Linked DNA regions of Mus musculus: region 2 is linked to region 1. Evidence: chromatin contacts called from public Hi-C data. All regions are on one chromosome and are shown on one strand. Each heading gives the region's core, a stretch centred on a gene start, on an enhancer-like site or on the middle of the called end of the contact. The rest is flanking DNA. Distances are from core to core; before and after follow the strand shown. Region 1 has its middle 62 kb from the start of Gm24696. Region 2 has its middle 66 kb from the start of 4930449C09Rik.

What was found. Hi-C and Micro-C count contacts between places; a contact is called where the count stands out from the background.
Region 2: a contact with region 1 is called in a Hi-C map of regulatory T cells, with 6 times the contacts expected there. The contact joins two enhancer-like sites. A contact is called at or near these places in 2 of 15 datasets of contacts at CTCF or cohesin (large pre-B cells and pro-B cells), 21 of 484 Hi-C or Micro-C datasets (the AML12 cell line, B cells, the Ba/F3 cell line and 13 more) and 6 of 115 datasets of contacts at active chromatin or transcription factors (T-cell acute lymphoblastic leukemia, acute myeloid leukemia, embryonic stem cells and 3 more).

Annotation. Positions count from the first base shown.
Region 1 is chr15:61,418,534-61,421,723 of GRCm38.p6, forward strand. No RefSeq gene overlaps it. Among named protein-coding and RNA genes, the nearest start is that of Gm24696, 62 kb to the left of the region's middle. Within about 2 kb of position 1,633, at least 8 of the 459 cell types and tissues checked have an H3K27ac peak or open chromatin away from gene starts, as enhancers often do. A contact at or near this core is called in CD8 T cells and regulatory T cells, where this site is marked.
Region 2 is chr15:63,651,280-63,654,138 of GRCm38.p6, forward strand. No RefSeq gene overlaps it. Among named protein-coding and RNA genes, the nearest start is that of 4930449C09Rik, 66 kb to the right of the region's middle. Within about 2 kb of position 1,467, at least 38 of the 459 cell types and tissues checked have an H3K27ac peak or open chromatin away from gene starts, as enhancers often do. A contact at or near this core is called in CD8 T cells and regulatory T cells, where this site is marked.

The DNA.
Region 1 (3,190 bases), core at 383-2,882:
TTCTCCAAAGCAATATATACATTTCTTCCTCATACTTTTTAGTGTATGGGAAAATAATCACATGAAAATAGAAAGGTTGAAGGGACTCTGGCCAGTTTGAGCATAGCAAGCATGGCTCTGGCAGACCTGCCCCCTTGCCCCTCATTCCCTCTATGTCATAGTTTGTAAGTGTTTGGCCCAGGAAGTGGCACCATTAGAAGTTATGGCATTATTGGAATAAGTGTGGCACTGTGGGTATGGGCTTTGAGACCCTCATCCTAGCTGCCTGGAAGCTAGTCTTCCACTAGCAGCCTTTAGATGAAGATGTTGATCTCTGAGCTCTCCCTGCACCATGCCCACCTAGATGCTGCAATGCTCCCACCTTAATGATAATGGACTGAACCTCTGAGCCTGTAAGCCAGTCCCAATTAAATGTTGTCCCTATAAGAGTTGCCTTGGTCATAGTATCTGTTCAAAGTAGTAAAACCCTAACTAAGACACTCTGCCTTAATAAATACTGTAAGATTACATTCCTAAAGTTATCCACCAAGGCCTATTCACTTATTTGGTCACTTCTTCCTCCTGAGACTGATTACCACGGTTCATCTTTCAAAGCTTTGAGGTCTAGCAAACAAAAGCCCCCTTTAGGGTTCGCTTTAGGGTTTTATTGCCTGCCATTGGATCCCCTTCCGCTAGCTGAACTGCCTGGTTGGACCTCAGTGTGAGGGGATTGATGACTCAGGGCAGGGTGGTATCCAAGTGAAGCTTCCTCTTCTCTCAGGAGAAGGATTGGGGAGGAGTAGGGGAAGGGATTTGTGAGAGTGGGACTGGGAGGAGAGGATGGGGGAGGGCATGCTGCAACCAGGATGTAAAGAGAATAAATAAATTAATTAATTAATGACAAAAGTCCCTTTTGGCTCAACTAATTAACATAACCATTAAATGCCTCATCCTAACATGGCATTTCCCTTTGTACTTTTATAAACTGATATTTTCCTGTGACAAATCTATCTCTTCTCTATCCAGAGGCAGTTTCTTATCGTACTCTCAGACAATTGTCCCTGCCCCAACTCCCTGGTTCTCTTCCTCTTCTTCTTTTTCCTCTATCTTCTGCCTTCTGTCCCACTAGGGTAAATAAATGTCCTTTGTGCTGAGAACTTTGTTGGGGGAGGGTTGAGCCCAATATTTTTCCTTTCAAAGGTATAACTCTATGTTGATTAGTATGAATATATTTTTTAAAAACTTCTATAACTTTATGTCATCTACATTTGAATAAGAAGATTAGACCAGGAGAACCACTGGCAAAACCACTCAGTAAAAGTGGTCTTTTTTACATCAGGTAGAGAATTTCCCAAGGCTAACTTTCTGTCTCTTCAAAGACACTCATGATTTATCAGTTAAGCCCCAGATATTTTTAGTACTGGAAAAATCTGTCAAAATGACCTTTTGGGCAATATGACCATAAAGAGCTCATAGTTCATAGACTATAAGAAACAAAACATGGAGGTAGACTAAAAGGAAACAAAGTGTTGACTAGCCTTTTTGGTCAACGTCTCTGTTAAAAAAAGAATCAAACTTGTTTCTTGGGTTTTCATGACAATCTTCTGGGGCCCTCTTTACTTTGTACTCTTAGAGAGTCAAAAATATACCTACCCATTTCCTGCTGTTGCGTTTGACATACCATTTTTGACATATGTGAGGTACTCACCAGGCTAACCTAATAAGCAAAGTTTGCCTTTCTAAATTCAAAATAGTAGAAGTTTATAAATTTAGTGTTCTGTTAAACATGATTGAACATCATGTATTCCCAATAGGAAAGGCATGAAAATACTGAGATAAGAACTACTTTTCTCATCTCTTATGTGTTCTCTTTCTCTCTCTCTCTTTCCTGGTCTCTCCCCTCTCATAATTACTTCATGCCAAGGTATGCCTGAAAGGACTTCTCAAAATACCCTGAATGACCAAAAGATGCTTCAAAGGGCATGAGTGTTATACCAAAGAGAAATATTCCATATTAGAGGTTTTAGAATAGCTCTGGTGTACATATCCTTAATTTCAGCATGATTAGAAATAAACTACTTAAGGATAAAGTGGGATAATAAAGACACTCAAATTTATGAATGGTCAACAAAACTGCTTCATCATTGTATCATTATCCATCATCCCAAGGAGACTGACAATAATATTTGTGTTGGACTGGGAGGGGGGTTGCTGTATAGAAACTATGGAGTCTGAGCTCTTAATGGTGGCATCATCTGAAACAGGCAGCTCTTGTGCCATATTGAGAATGGCTTGAGTCACATAGAAGGGAAAAAGACTTAGAGAAGTCCATGTGAGAATGGCCCAGCACAACCATACAAGCCCATTGGTCCAGTCTCATGGCTACAATTAATAGGAAAAAGAACTGGGACATGCCATGTATATAAGAAGGCAAGAAGATAAAGATGAAATGGAATGAAGATATTCCAAAACCAGGAGAAGAGCATAGTTTTCAATAAGAGGACATCATTCTTCTGGATTACAGTCTATCATGTTTCCTATTTGGTCATGTGATGACCAGAACAATTCTATCGACATTATTGCATCACTATGTTCATCCTACAGTAAAGCAGTATGACAGCCAGTGTGTAAACTCCTTACTAATCCAATCCTCATGCTCTGTGAAGTAGATCTTAGGTAGCTCTGCAGCCAGAGTACCTGGGTTGGATTTTTTGTTTTTTCAATTACTGATAATCTAAATGGAGAAAGAATTAAATGCCTTTCAGAAAATTCTTATTTGTCCAATGAGAATACTAATGTCTATTTCATTGAGATGTGAAATTTAGGGCAGTTTGTACATATAAAGCACTTAGATAGCACTCAACTGGATTATTATGTTTCTGAAAACTTATCATCCATGACTCTATAAGATGCGTCTTTGTTCAGCTCCACATAGTACCAAAAACAGTAGAAGCATCCATAAGGAAAATGGCCATATTAAACACAAGTCTTATGTGCCAGAACCTGTATGTGTTTTCTTAAGCTACTAAAGCTGTTACAAAGAAATTGATAAGATGCAAGATGTGGGGAAGGTTGTGTCTAAATTAACCTCTGTAGTTTCTTAGAATTTTCTATTTATAAAAAAGCGACATTTTCCCCTCGAAAAAATTGTTATAAGAATTACATTAAAGCATCACCTTAGACTAAATCATATGTTACAAGAGACAGAAAA
Region 2 (2,859 bases), core at 217-2,716, 2.2 Mb after region 1:
ATTAGCTACAAAGGGAAATTCAGAGCCTTGGCAGCAGAGAAGCCTGGCAGAAAGGACCTTAGGCAAATAGCTCACATCACCAGTAATGAGGGAAGCTGGCATTATGTGTATCCACCATAGTGCTTGAAAAGACACAGTAGCCCTTCCACGATGCTGGGGCTAGAAATGCGGGAGTTGAATCTGATCACAAGGCATCGTGGGGAAAACTGGCTTGAGGAAGAGTCTACAACATACCTCAATCTGTGTCCTTCCAAGGTAGTATTGTCGCAAAAGACAGGAAGCTTTTCTGAGCTTAAGGAGGCTAACGAAACTCAAGTTTAATGTGGGACTCAGCTCCTCATTTTGGCATGATTTGTGATTGGGACATTAGTAAAACTCACATGAAATTCACAGATTAAAGGAACAACTTACCTCGCTTTAATGGCTTAATTGGTTGCAATCCAAGAATTGAATGAATATATATATATATATATATATATATATATGTGTGTGTGTGTGTGTGTGTGTGTGTATATACATATATATACATGTGTATATATATATATATATATATATATATATATGTATGTATATACACACACACTTTTGGCACTATGTCTAAAATATATTTTATATATGATATATACATATATGCCATATATAGACACATATGTATATGATACACATTTTTAAAAAACTTGGTCAGTTGCATTGGGAAAATTACTTATACTGTCCTCTTGGTTTTATATTGTCAGTATCAACAAAAGGGGTATGGTGTAGAAACCCCTAACCCCCACTCTGACACACACACACACATCAAAGACCAGCACAAAGCATACCAGAGTGTGAGGCCTGAGCTGAGTTTCTGTAAACCCATATATGCCATATGTGTCTCACACCTTTCTCATTTATCTTCAAGGCTTCCAGTGTCCATGATAAGATGGCAATGATGCAACATGGACTCATTTACTCATTGATGCCGTCCCATAACGACCCATCCACACTAGCTAGGGCTTTTAAGATGTACCCCCTAGGACCCACATTCCACATCTCATCTTCATTCCTGACAGTACAGCAGAATATCCCCGCTACTGCTACACACCATGCTACCACAGGTCGATCATGAACAAGCCAGAAGACAGTTTGGCCCCTCGAACTATCAAACTCTTTGTTGACCTGGACTCTTCTTGTGAAATTTAGGTCACAGGGTCAGCACCTATCTGTCCTACATGCCAGACCAGGGACCCAGATTGTCTGTGGCACCTACACAAAGCACAGATAAAAACAAAATCAATCTAGATCAGACTGCTGCCATTTTGGAAATTCATGGGCTGGACCATCCCAGTGAACGGACACAATGTTGTCCTCCACACCCAAATGGACCCAAGAACTAAATTAGAAAATGGAGACAAAAAGTTGTTTCCTCCTCTTAGCCGATTAGGACAATCTAAGGAAAGTGCAAGAGCGCCCCCTGCTGCCAGTATTTGGAATTGTTTGATTCACCCTGAACATAGTTCAGCTTCAAGATGTGCAGCCTGGAGGCTTGAAATCAAGCCTCCTGCTCCCAGTGCGCACATTTTTCAAACACTACGCACACAGCTGCCCTTAAGCCAGTACTTAAGACTTCACCTGCATTATCTCGCTTCATCCCTTGAACAGTCTCAGGGCCTGGCAGAACAGCTACCATTGTGGCCTCTAACAGACAATTTAAAACCAGCCATGTAAGATGGTGTATAAAGTTGCTTACTCAAGGTCAGAGAGACTCTTTTTTTTTTTAAAGTAGCTCCATCTTTAAAATATGACATTCCTCCAAAGGATCTCTTCTAAATCCCCTTGCATACATAACAACCTAAGCTATATGCTGTATCTCCTAGGTGCACAGGACTGGGGAGTGAGAATGGGGTTCAAAAGCAATCCAATGATGTGTGCCTTTGTAAATCTATACATTCGTTAATGCTGTTATTTTCTCCCATGAATTAACAATTTTTACTCTTCTCTTGCTAACATGTACCAGGATAGAAATGAGTATGGTATATGTGTGTCTTTGTAAATCTATACATTCATTAATGCTGTTATTTTCTCCATGAATTAACAATTTTTACTCTTCTCTTGCTAACATGTACCAGGATAGAAATGAGTATGGTATATGTGTGTCTTTGTAAATCTATACATTCATTAATGTTGTTATTTTCTCCATGAATTAACAATTTTTACTCTTCTCTTGCTAACATGTACCAGGATAGAAATGAGTATGGTATATGTGTGTCTTTGTAAATCTATACATTCATTAATGCTGTTATTTTCTCCCATGAATTAACAATTTTTACTCTTCTCTTGCTAACATGTGCCAGGATAGAAATGAGTATGGTATCCGAATAAAAACTTCTGGATTACAAAGCGCATAGATCCTACTCCAAGGGGTTAAGGTTCTCAAGTGGGAAACAGAGAAATCCAGTGTGATAAAAGAGCTTCTCTTCAGGGACCAGTGGCTATGAAGAGTAAGATAAAAAGTCCTATAAGCGTTTGTACCAACTGAACGATCGTTTCCTCAGAGAAACTATAAAGCTATCCTCAGCCTTCCTCGTAATGTTGACATACAAGAGTGTGTTTCTCTGTTGAATATACAATGAAATACTGTTTGTTCAAATTTGTGTTCTTTCCGCTGGACCCTCAAATGGCAATTGAGAAATGGAGACAGATTTTGTTTTCCCAAGGTGGCCTGGTACAACTCCCAAAATGGAACTTTGTGTCGTTAGAACAGTTGAGAGGATCGTAGAAAGATGGACCCAAATATCAGCCAGAGAATTAGACCAGAAAATGGAACCAAAGTACCTGTCAGTCCAAGGATGTAGTGGCACTACGTGTACACCAACTGGGAAT